Linked DNA regions of Mus musculus: region 1 is linked to region 2. Evidence: chromatin contacts called from public Hi-C data. All regions are on one chromosome and are shown on one strand. Each heading gives the region's core, a stretch centred on a gene start, on an enhancer-like site or on the middle of the called end of the contact. The rest is flanking DNA. Distances are from core to core; before and after follow the strand shown.

Region 1 (6,015 bases), core at 1,549-4,048, 130 kb before region 2:
ATGAGGACTCAGAATATTTAGGTGAGTTCAAAAATGAAGATGTATATATATATTGTTTAATTAAGCAGTTAGTCTTAAGGCAGGAGAGATGGCTCAGTGATTAATAGCACTTGTTGCTTTTATAGAGGAACCAGGTTCCTAGCTGGGTATGGTGGCACATGCCTGGCCAGCCTGGTCTACATAGCAAGTTCTAGGACAGCCTGATCAGAAAAAACAGAGAAGAGCCAGGTTCAGTTGACAGCACCAATGTGGTAGCTCGCAACAACCATCTGTAACTCCAGTTCCTAGGGGTCTGACACCTTCCCTGACTTCTCTGTCTCTGCATTGCATATGGTGCATACATGCTAAGTGCATAAATATTAAGCAATTAGTCTCTACTAGTTGTCTAAGAAAGCTAAGTTTTTATGTATTGGTGGTTCACGGACAGCTGAAAAAGATAAGAAAGGCTTTCTAACACAGTGAGTTTATTTCTAATGTTTGGGTTCTTTTTGCAGTTCAAGCGATACGTCAGTAAACTTCGAAGCAAAAGCACAGTTTTCAAAAAGAAGCATCAGATAATAGCTGAATTTAAGGCTGAGTTTGGCCTCCTGCAGAGGACAGAAGAACTTCTGAAGCAGCGTCAGGAAACCATTCAGCATCAACTGGTAATACAGCCTCATGTATTACGTGGCTGCTAAAATACAGATATCAGGAGGCTTGCTTATGGCTCAGAGCTTTCTGCTGAGGTCACTGTTTTCACTGGAAAAATCATCCAATTATTAACTTTCTTTGATTAATTACAGAGATGTCATATAAGCTGATTCATTTATTTTTAAAATACAGCAGTAAGCACTGCCTTTTAAAAAATGTGTGTGCCTACTTTGGAGTTATTAATAGAAGTTGGAAGTCCAAGTGGGTGTTTCTTTTGGTTAGCTAGTTAATATGAGTAAAATTATCATTCCAAGCGAGTGACTATAAAACATTTATTTATCATGGCTTACACATGCGCTCTCTAAGAGCTTTGGAAAGAAATGCCCAGGGAAGGTGCTGTGTGGAGTTTGCCTGCAGGCTTGGCACGTGATAGCTGAAGCATTGCTGTTGAGCTGCTCTGAGCTCCAGATCCCTGCAGCTCTCTTGGGGTGACATTTTCCCTCCTTTTCCCCATGGGGGAAGCTATTTCATCAGGACGTTGCTGTGAACAGCAATCCTGGTTGAGGTCAAGGGCATTTCATATGTTGCAGTTCGACAATATGAACTTTTCAGTGTTGTGATAATGAACAGTCTGTTTGTAGAGATTTTAAGACTAAAATTTACTGTGAACCAAACATGGATCCTGACAACACTAGTTTGAAAACTGACAATAATACCTGCATTATTGTTTAGACGATTTTCTAATTTCCACTTGGATCCCTTAGCCTTGACTTAAAAATCAAACATTGGGGGCTTTTCAGTTTCCTCTTGTGCTGTGGACTTGTGATTCCATGTGGCTGCATGGGTTGTCAGTGTCTCTCCCCCCTCTTACTTGGACTCCCGTGACATCTGTATTAGTTCTAGCTGCCACTGCCCCTGTTCCTCTGTTATTGGTGTTACACTTGTTTGTTTAGTTTAGTGTTGTGCTCACGTGCATGTGTGGATGTCAGAGGATGACCTGTAGGAGTCTATCCTCTCCTTCCACCACATGGGCTCCAGGGATCAGACTCACGACATCAGGCTTTGCAGCAAGTGTCCTTCCCCTGAGCCACCTCATCGTCCTGTTTTTTTGTTTTTTTTAATTAATTATGTGTATCACTTTTTGTTTTTTTGTTTGTTTTCATTTCTCAGTATTGTTTCTTGCAGGGATTTACCTTGGGTTGCTTTATTGTCTTGTCCTTTGTACCTTCTTTTGTTCTTAGATTGATTTATTTTTATATGTATAAGCATATCCTGCATGAATGTGTGTGTGCCCCATGTGTCCGTGGTGCTCACGGAGGTCAGGAAAGGTAATCTTAGAATTAGAGTTAAATGGTTGTGAGCTGCCTTGTGGGTGCTGGACCAAACCTGCTTCCTCTGTAAGAGCAACAAATGCTCTTAACTGAGCCATCTTTCTAGGCCTGTTTTTCTGCTTCTAGTTCATTAATTAGTGTGTGTGTGTGTGTTGTTTATGTATGTATGCCAGTTTCATGTTTAAAACATTTATAAAGTTCTTAATCTCAGTTAATTTGTTTTTCCATCTTTGAGTTTCCTGTTTATTCTGTTTTATAGATCCTAGTTCGTGGTTTCAAAGTTCCTGTCTACTAAGTTTATACAGACACCCATTTCTCTTCTCTATTTTTTTTTCTTGTTTTTTTGGGGACTTGGTTCTGTTTCTTTATCCATAATATTTATTGGATGTCAGAAATTATGTGTAATTATAGACTTGTGGCCCTACCTATATTAATTACCTTCCAAAGGAAGATTTAACTTTTTTTCCTGAAGATTTCTTTAATCCAATTGATGGGGAATGTTAGAGCTGATATTCTTCTAATTTTTATTTACTCATAAGGACAGTCCTTATACCACAAGCAGAGACTTTATTCCTCGGAATTGGTTGTTACTATTGGGCCTAGGTCTGGCTGTTAGGTTATCCCTATAATCTCTAAGATGCAGCCCTCTGAGGCATTAGCTGGAAGCCGGGGCATTTACAGGCCACCTATATGTTGACAGGTGTTGAGTTCTACCTCTGTGTCATAGTACCATGGAAATGCTAAAATCTGTGTCTGTCTCTTAAGTGGTCACACCCAGTCCCGCTCAGTCCTAGTGTCTTCCTCCTCAGTGCCCAGCTGAGGGCTTGGATTGCTGCCCACAGATGAGGCAGCTTGCAGAACTGTATGCTACTTCTCCCTGATTCCTTCTTCTCTTTTTATGCTAGTCCTATTGGTAGCCCAGAAATCCAACCCTTTGGAATATTCTTCAATGATACTTTTTATTTTTCTTTGAGATAGGGTCTTACTGTGTAGGCTCGGCTGCCCTGAAACTCACTGTGTAGTCCTAGCTGGCTTTGAAGTCATGATCTCCTTCCTGCCTTAGTCTTCTGAGTGCTGGAATTACAGTCATGTGCCACTATGCCTGGCTTCCAATGAGGTTTTAAAACTTGCCATTGCACAGAAACTTCTCATTAGGTCACAAGTGCCTTCAATTTTAAGTATTTGTCTCCCTCTCTCTTCCCCTGGCCCTTCTCTCCCCTCCTCTGGTGTTTTGAGACAGGGTTTCTCTGTGTCGCCTGGGCCATCCTAGGACTTGCTCTGTAGACCAGGCTGGCCTCTGCCTTTGAGTGCTGGGATCAAAGGCATACACCACCATCCAGCTTGAGTTCTTTTCTTACTCAGCCTTTTAGCAGCATTTAAAGTAGCTGCCCATTCTCTCTTCCCTGAAACATTTTTAATAGCATTAGGAGCTGGCTCAGTCCGTGCTTGCCATGTAGTAAGGAGGGCCTGAGCTCAGTCCTTAACACCATAGCACAGAGAAGCACACCAGTATAAGCCTGGCCCCCGATGCAGAGACTCAGTGAGCTCCAGACACTGTCTCAAAAAACATGGGAGGGAGTGACTGCGAAGACACGGGGGTCTGCCTCTGCACACATGTGCAGCCTCAAACACGTGTGCACCCACACACACATTGTTCCACTTGTCTAGGATGTTGCACTTGTGTGTTTTCTTCCAGTCTAAGGTTGCTACTCCATTGCTGGGTCCCACTTCCATACGCCCAGCAGAGCTTTGCTCAGATGTCATATACTTTCTGCAGCAAATCTGTTCTCACCTTGAGTGTATTCTACTTACTTGTTTTTTTATTGTGTATTTTTCCTACTAGAAATAAGCTAGTTTTAGAAAGAACCCCCTCCTTTATTATGCTCACCCTGCGTACTAGTGGCTAGAACTGTGCTCAGAAAAGCTAGTGCATACGGGGCAGCAGATAAGTGGATGAGTTCACTATCACTTACGAGTGTGTGCATTCTTTACAGAGCTATTGGGTGCATCGTGTGTTTCATAGCCTACACTAAGTATGTGGCGTTATTTGAAGATCTGAAATTGGATGTACTTCCTCTGCATCTCCAGACAGTATGGCAACTTTGAGTACAGGTTTATAGTGTATAAAGACCTGTTTCTGGATGAGATAATAATTGAAGTAAATGCAGATGGTCCATTAGGATTCTGAATGACTTTATGTTATTCACAACTTTTCAACAGAAATAGGAAGTGTTTCTTATGGGAAGAAGATGCCAATACTCATGGCCTATTCATTTCTTATAGCGAACTATTGAAGAAAAGAAGGGTATATCTGGATACAGTTACACCCAAGAGGAGCTTGAGAGAGTGTCGGCCCTGAAGAGTGAGGTTGACGAGATGAAAGGCCGGACCCTGGATGACATGTCAGAGATGGTAATGGAGCCTCTCTACTGCTTGCTTGTTGACTTACTCTGTGTGTGTGTGTGTGTGTGTGTGTGTTTAATTTTCAGTTAAACATTCAAATATTCATCTCTATACAATGCTTACTTTCTATTCTTTTGTCATACATGCTTGTATGGTATCAGGGTTGACCTCTTGGGGCAGCAAGGGAAGGAACAAAGGACAGACACACAGACACATAAATAGAAAAGCGGGAATCAGGTGATCCAGGCTCTAAGAAGCTGCTGCTGCTGCATACCCACTTAGCTGTTTACTATGCACAGAGGAACAAGGAGGGGGCTTAGCTAGTCTTCTTAGGAGCAGTCTCTGTAGGGTATCAATCGTTAGGCGTAAACTCTATGGGGGAAGCTATGGTGGACATTTTCTACACATTGTCAATTTGCACACTCAGGCCAGAGGAAGGATTTGCCTAGAGAAGGCCTTACCTCACTCACCCTCAGGACTCAGGCTCCACTCACACCGACAGCAGCACACCGTTGCTTGAGACTTCACTCTCCCGAATTCTTGCATCTATGTGGTGTTTTTTTATCAAGGAGTTGTTCCATTGTAATGTTCAGCTTAAAACAGTGCTTATTTTGTATCTTGATGTAACATTAAAGAAATATCTATATTAAAAATAAGAACTAGAATTATTTCATCTTTGTGTATGTCTTTGATATTCTAGATTCGGGGCTGCTATCACCCAAATACACTGGGACATTTTCATCAAGCATGATATTAAAATCTTTTCTTATTTATTAGTAGATAGTAATCCCAGCACTTGGGAGGCAGAGGCAGGAGGATTTCTGAGTTCGAGGACAGCCAGGGCTATACAGAGAAACCCTGTCTCGAAAAACCAAAAAAAAAAAAAAAAAAAAAAAAAAAAAAAAAAGAAAAAAGATAGTTGCATCCCCAAACTCAAAGACTTTCCAGAATGTATCCTACAAACTTTCTGGATTTCGCCCAAATCTAGTTTCTAAAAATACTTAGTGTTTAGTATAGAGGAGGCCTCCAGGACCCCTCTTCTGTCAGGTTATTCACATTACATATATTGAAAATCACCCGTGCATATTTGTGTTCATTTATGTGACCTCCTGAGTTGCACATGTCTCATAGACAATAACATTATAATGGCACACAGGTAATTTGTAGTTGCTTTGTGCTTCAGTGTTAGATTGCAGACATCTTCTCAGCATGGTGTGCGGTCATGATAACTGGCATTTAGAACCAATAAGTGGCCCTGCACTTTGCTACGGAGTTCACATCTATTAACCAGACCTCGGGCACACATCTATAATCCTAGCACTGGGGAAGCAGAGACAGGCAAATCTCTGTGAGTTTGAGGACAGCCAGAGCTACATAGTGAGACCCTATATCCCCCAAAAAATAAGAAAAAAAGAAACTAACATCTATTCAATCTCTTTCCTACTATTTGGCACTAAAGTAATTAAAAGTTTTATTTCTTTAAGTCTTTACTTGACTGCAGTAGTATTTTTATGTATGCAGCACTTTTTTTCATTTTTTAAATGACATGTCTTTTGCTTTAAATGACAGGTGAAAAAACTGAATTCCTTGGTATCAGAAAAGAAGTCAGCTTTAGCCCCAGTTATAAAAGAACTACGGCAGTTGCGTCAGA
Region 2 (5,858 bases), core at 2,073-4,572:
ACACAGGACAGATTCTAAGTCCTGAGGACAGAGCCAGGACCAAAGCATCCTCATTAGTAGCAACCCCACAAAGCCCAGCGTCCCAGAATCCTCACTGATTTGGCTCCTAAGAAATCTTTAAAAGGGAAAACAAGGTCCTGGAAAGGAATGCTCAGGCCTCGCCCACGCCGGGCAGGAGCTCCGCGCCACTGAAGCAACTTCAGGATCACAGCCTCTCCCTCTGCCCAGGCAGTCGGGTCAGCAAGCGTCCCTCAGGAAACTTGCTGCCTGGTTTCTCGTGCCAGGCCATGCTGCATCCTGTCCTATGCACAGACACAGTGGAGTCTGTGACATCTCTTCTTTACCCAAACCTTCCACAAAACTCTGCCTACACAGAGGCTTCCACCCTGTAGCCCGGCCCTGCAGACTGCTTGGAGGTTCTGAGTACTGAGTGCTCAAAAGCACTGCCTCAGCTATCTCCTGGACAAGAGAACGGACGCACGCGACACCTGATGAGGACAACTCCTTGCCTAAGACACACTCGCAAGTCTCAGAGAATCACTTCTAACTAAGCCACACCAATCCCTCTACTTATTACCTACTGCATACCAGGTCCAGCACCAAAAGCTTCCTACTGAATACGCTGGATCCTCGTCCAACCATTTATTTATCTTAAAAATTAAATTTATTGGGCTGGAGACATGGCTCAGCAGTTAAGAGTGCTGACTGCTCTCCCAGAGGTCCTGAGTTCAATTCCCAGCAACCACATGGTGGCTCACAACCATCTGTAATGGGATCTGACGCCCTCTTCTGGGGTGTCTGAAGATAGCTACAGTATATTCATATATGAAAAAATAAACAATTCTTTAAAAATTAACATTAAAACTTAACTGTATTGCTATTAGCGCATGTGCACGCACACACGTACGTTTGTCTGTGTAATGTGTAAGTCATGGCATGCATGCGAGGTCAGAGGGAAACCGTGGAGTCAGTTCTCTCCTGCAACCTTCACAGGGGCTCTGGGGATCCACTTGGGTCTCCAGGGTTATGTGGCAAGCACTATTACCTTCTCAATCTTTTTGGTTTTTGGTTTTTCGAGACAGAAATCTCTGTGTAGCCCTGGCTGTCCTGGAACTCACTCTGTAGACCAGGCTGGCCTCGAACTCAGAAACCTGCCTGCCTCTGCCTCTGCCTCTCAAGTGCTGGGATTAAAGGCGTGCACCACCACTGCCCGGCACATTCTGAATTTTGATACCCCTAATTAATGTCCAATGAAGAAGGTATAGACAAGGAAACTGGTTAGTATTTTGACCAAGATGACAGGTAAAAGCTGTATTCAAACTTCAGAATTTAAGTTTTTAATTACTATAGTAGACAGAAACACAGGAACATACTTAGCAATAGATTTTAAAAAGCAGACTGTAAAATCTCCACTAGACGTAACCCTCTGAAGCCATGGGGTGTGGGCAAGCACAGGAGAGCTGTACAGTCAGCCTGGGTGCTGCTCGGATGTGGGCTGGGGAAGAAGGATAACTCCGCTAATGTGCTTTAGGAAAATATGTCAGGAGTCATGAATTCACAAACACCTTCTCTCGTTACTATTCTCATCCTGCCTTCAACTGTGGGCACGCGTGTTTGCAGACCTGCCACACAGGCCCTGCCTCCTCTCTTTCCCTCCCGTGGAGGCCGAGCACCTACCTCAGTGCTATACTGTACTGGTCCATCGCTTCCTGGTACTCGTTCACAGCTACTAGGAAGTCCCCCAGGATCCGATGCAGGACACAGTCACTCTGGTTGGCCAGCGCATTTCTCAGCAGAGCAATTCCATCTTCATATTTCTGTTCCCTGCCTGGAGAAAGACAATCTTCACGCTCAGTAGTGCAGTCACACCCACTGTGACATGACAACTTTCTCAGAGATACCCTCAAAGGCGCTACAGGGCTTACAAGGGGCCTGTGCATGCGGTCTCTATTTCACTGGGAAATTGGCATGAGTACTGCATCTTTAAAAACCATGTGTTACATTAACTTATATGGAGGGGCAAGCATGCCACACACAGCACGTGGTGATGGTCAGAGGGCAATCTGTGGGAGCTGCCTGTCTTACCGTGTAGGTCTCAGGACTGACCTCGTCAGTCTTAGTGGCATCGTTACCCAAACCACTAAACCTGTTCCCTGAAACTTCAAAAAAATTTTTTCTTTTGCAGACAGGCTGACCGGGAACTCACTCTGTAGACAAGGTTGGCCTCAAATTCACAGATCTACCTGCCTCCCAAAGGCTGGGATTGAATGCGTGCACCACCATTGCCCAGCATATATATACTCTTAAACGTAACAAAAATAGAAAAGAAAAAAAAAGAATTCAATTTTATTCCCAAACCAGTGAAAGCACAGAGATTACCGTGGGTCAGAACAAACGCCCCCACCTCCTGTGATAGCCCATGCTGCCTCTGGACTCCGGATGCTAGCAAGAAGGCCAGTGGCCCTGCAGTAGAATCCCGAGCCAGAATACCCTCTTCATAGCATCATATAAACTTAGGAATGTGCCAGAAGCAAGAAGAACAAAACTCAGAGAATTCCCATGGCTCAGAACTAGTCAACTGACCGAAGGCTTCTGGACCAGACTAAACTAGTTCAAAAATAAAGTGAGATGAACACAACAACTACCAAGTGGTGTTAGCTGGTTTAAACCAACCCAAGCAGGTCTAAGCCACATCTGGCTGTGTAAAGCACTTTAGCAGGCTCAGAGCTGCTCGGTCATCTGTAAGCCTCAGGGAGAGGAGGATGCTGCGGGGGAAGGACAACAGAACATGCAAGTGTAGTACTCACTGAGCAGCTCTGCTTTCTTCACCACGGCCTTGACGTAGTCCGGCCTCTGCGCCAGGGCTTTATCTAACAGAGTTTTGGCTTTCTCCTGGGTCACTGGATCTTCCAGACACACGGTGGCTAACAGCGTAAGCGTCTGAGCGTTTGCACCCAGAGTTTTGTAAACATTGTTGGCCATCACCATTGCTTCTCGGATGCTGTTAGAAGCTAAGTAACACTCTATGAGACCTGAAACACAGAGAGCAGAGATGCCAGGCAGGATGGCTCACCAGCCCCTCCTGAGCTCTGCCCCAGGCTGCGCCCACTCCCGCAGCGCCTTCCTTCACTCTAGTGTTCTAAGGAGCTGTGAAGAATGACCCAGCAAGGCCCTCTAGCTATAAAAGCAGATTTTTCTTTTTCTTGACTTCAAATTTTTCTCTTCAACTTTGACCTCATCTTCCTGTTACGAGGCAGACTGCTGAGCTTATTGTTAATTCCTACGACGAGGTCTAGAGGGACAGGATCTTGGAAGAGCTATTTTAGTGTCAGTGACTCAGTCACCAAATGTCGCTAAACCTGGCACAGCTCTGCTGGGCTGCAGTGACATCCAGCCTCAAAAGAAATATTAACAATAAAAACTGTTTTAAAAAGCAGCTCAGCTGCCCAGGCTGGAGAAACTCAGAGTTCCGTGTCACAGCTGCTGCTTTCCCCAGCTGCCCTGCCTCTAACACAGCACAGCACCAGCAAACTCTGACCAACACCACTGCCATCTGGGCGCAGCTGTCAGGCCGACACCGCATCGGCAGGTCCCCGGCTTACCTTCGTAACAGTCCAAGCGACAAGGCGCAAGCCTGATGGCCTCCCGAAAGTGTATGATGGCTTCCTGGACCCTCCCCATGTTCCTAAGCGCCGCCCCCTTGAGTAACAGAGCCTGGACGCTGTTGCTGTTCAGCTGGATGGCCTTGGCACCTAAGTACAGGGCCCGAGAGTAGCGCTTGCTATAGAAGCTGTGGCATCTGGGGAAAAAAAAACCACAAGTTCTCTGAGAGAAGCCTCTGAAGAAGGCTTAACACCAGACTATAGAGAATTTCTGAATCCTAGCACTTGGGAAGCCGACAAACTGTCTTTAAAAACAAACTAGGGCTGGTGAGATGGCGCAACAGGTAAGAGCACCGACTGCTCTTCGAAGGTCCTGAGTTCAATTCCCAGCAACCACATAACCATCATAACCATTGGAACGAGATCTGACTCCCTCTTCTGGAGTGTCTGAAGACAGCTACAGTGTACTTATGTATAATAAATCTTTAAAAAACAAACAAAAAAGCTGTCCAAGGTGCTTGCAGGCAAGCCTAGTACTTCCTAAGACCTACACTGCTCTTGCTAATTGTTCTATGACTTCCAAATATGTGTGTCAGGTACTGTGGCTCTGTGCTGGTGCGCCTCATCCCTGCCCCCAGAGGCACTGGCATTGTCTCTGCTCCTGTGCCCAAGAAGTTACTGATGTTGGCCGGTATAGATGACTGCTACACTTCAGCCAGAGGCTGCACTGCCACCCTGGGCAACTTTGCCAAGGCCTCCTTTGATGCCACCTCTAAGACCTACAGTTACCTAACCCCCAACCTCTGGAAAGAGACTTGTGTTCACCAAGTCTCCTTATCAGGAATCCACTGATCATCTTGTGAAAACCCACAGCAGTCTCTCTTCAAAGGACCCAGGCTCCAGCTGTGGCTATCAATTAAGAGTTTTTATACAGCCGGGCAGTGATGCGCACACCTTTAATCCCAGCACTTGGGAGGCAGAGGCAGGTGGATCTCTGAGTTCAAGGCCAGCCTGGTCTACAGAGTGAGTTCCAGGACAGCCAGGGCTACACAGAGAAACCCTGTCTAGAAAAAAAAACAAAACAACAACAAAAAAGTCTGTATACATGATCACAATTACAAATTATGCTTACAGCTACAAGCCAGAGATCAGTAAAGAAGCAAAACAAAACAAACATAAGCTAACCAAAAATTAACTGATATTCTCTTTAAAGAATCTCTTTTCAAAACCCCTATTAAAAATGGGGAGAAAGGAGAGTGAACCCCATACCCGGAGACCACCCAGGGCTCTGCATGCTGATCAGAAATGTTGAAGAGGCGGCAGCCAAGGTTCTCCACATCCTCCAGCCGCCCTTCTCGTGCCAGGAGGTAGCCGTAAACATCCATCCCTGAAAGAAAGGACACGGTAAGAGGCTTTTCTAGCAAAGCAGGAAACAGGCCTCAGAAAAGGCAAAGAAGAGCCAGAGAAAATGGTTCAGAGGTAAGAATTCTTCTTCTGGCAGAGGCCTGGGTTCAGTTCCCAGCACCCACGCAGTGGTGGCTCACAACCACGTGTATCTCTAGTTCCAGGCCAAGTGACCTCCTCTTCCGACCTCTGAGGGCATGAACTCACATGGTGCACATACTTACATAAAAGCATACCACTCACACAAAAAACTAAAGAAAAAGTCAGAGAAGGACCTGGGAAATGGCTGTGGGTAAAGAAGACTGTCCCCAAGCTGGAGGAAGCAATGTTTAGTCACCAGGACCCACATGGAACAGACAAACCACTTCCAAAATCTGACCTATGACCTACTATGCACACACATATAACTTAATTTTCAAAATTAAATAAATGTGTGGAGATGCAGCTCAATTGGTAGGGTGCTTACCCAGTATGCAACAGCTCAGGGCTCAACCCCTAGCACCACATAAACTGGATGGTGGCATGGGCTAACAGTCCTAGCATTTGGGAGTTGGAAGCAGGAAGACCAGAAGTTCAGGGTCAAGCTCAGCTACACAGGGAGCCTGAGGCAGGCTGGGCTGCACGACACCTTGTCTCTTAAGTGACTGAATGAACGGCAAAACCATCCAAAACAAGAAAGGCCCTCTTCTGGCCTCTGAGGGCTTCTGCACACACATGCTGAACATAAACTTGCAAGAGTACACCGCACACACATAAAAGAATGGGAGGCAGGCAAAGGAGCAGCAGGTGCTGTGTCACAACTCAGAACACCAGTCATGTCAAGAACCATCTGTCCCTAAGCCTGCAGTGTAG

Evidence for each region. Hi-C and Micro-C count contacts between places; a contact is called where the count stands out from the background.
Region 1: a Hi-C map of bone marrow-derived macrophages shows a contact between it and region 2, with 30 read pairs. The contact joins two enhancer-like sites. A contact is called at or near these places in 3 of 484 Hi-C or Micro-C datasets (bone marrow-derived macrophages, colorectal tumor organoids and nephron progenitors) and 3 of 9 other capture datasets (adipose tissue, liver and pancreatic islet).

Annotation. Positions count from the first base shown.
Region 1 is chr5:122,567,269-122,573,283 of GRCm38.p6, reverse strand. It overlaps Ift81 (intraflagellar transport 81), which reads left to right. Exons shown (of 19, transcript NM_009879.4): 12 at 495-644; 13 at 4,245-4,373; 14 at 5,934-6,015. Among named protein-coding and RNA genes, the nearest start is that of Ift81, 44 kb to the left of the region's middle. Within about 2 kb of position 2,798, at least 5 of the 459 cell types and tissues checked have an H3K27ac peak or open chromatin away from gene starts, as enhancers often do. A contact at or near this core is called in bone marrow-derived macrophages, where this site is marked.
Region 2 is chr5:122,437,260-122,443,117 of GRCm38.p6, reverse strand. It overlaps Anapc7 (anaphase promoting complex subunit 7), which reads right to left. Exons shown (of 11, transcript NM_019805.4): 7 at 4,872-4,989; 8 at 3,603-3,799; 9 at 2,808-3,032; 10 at 1,678-1,828. Among named protein-coding and RNA genes, the nearest start is that of Anapc7, 18 kb to the right of the region's middle. Within about 2 kb of position 3,322, at least 21 of the 459 cell types and tissues checked have an H3K27ac peak or open chromatin away from gene starts, as enhancers often do. A contact at or near this core is called in bone marrow-derived macrophages, where this site is marked.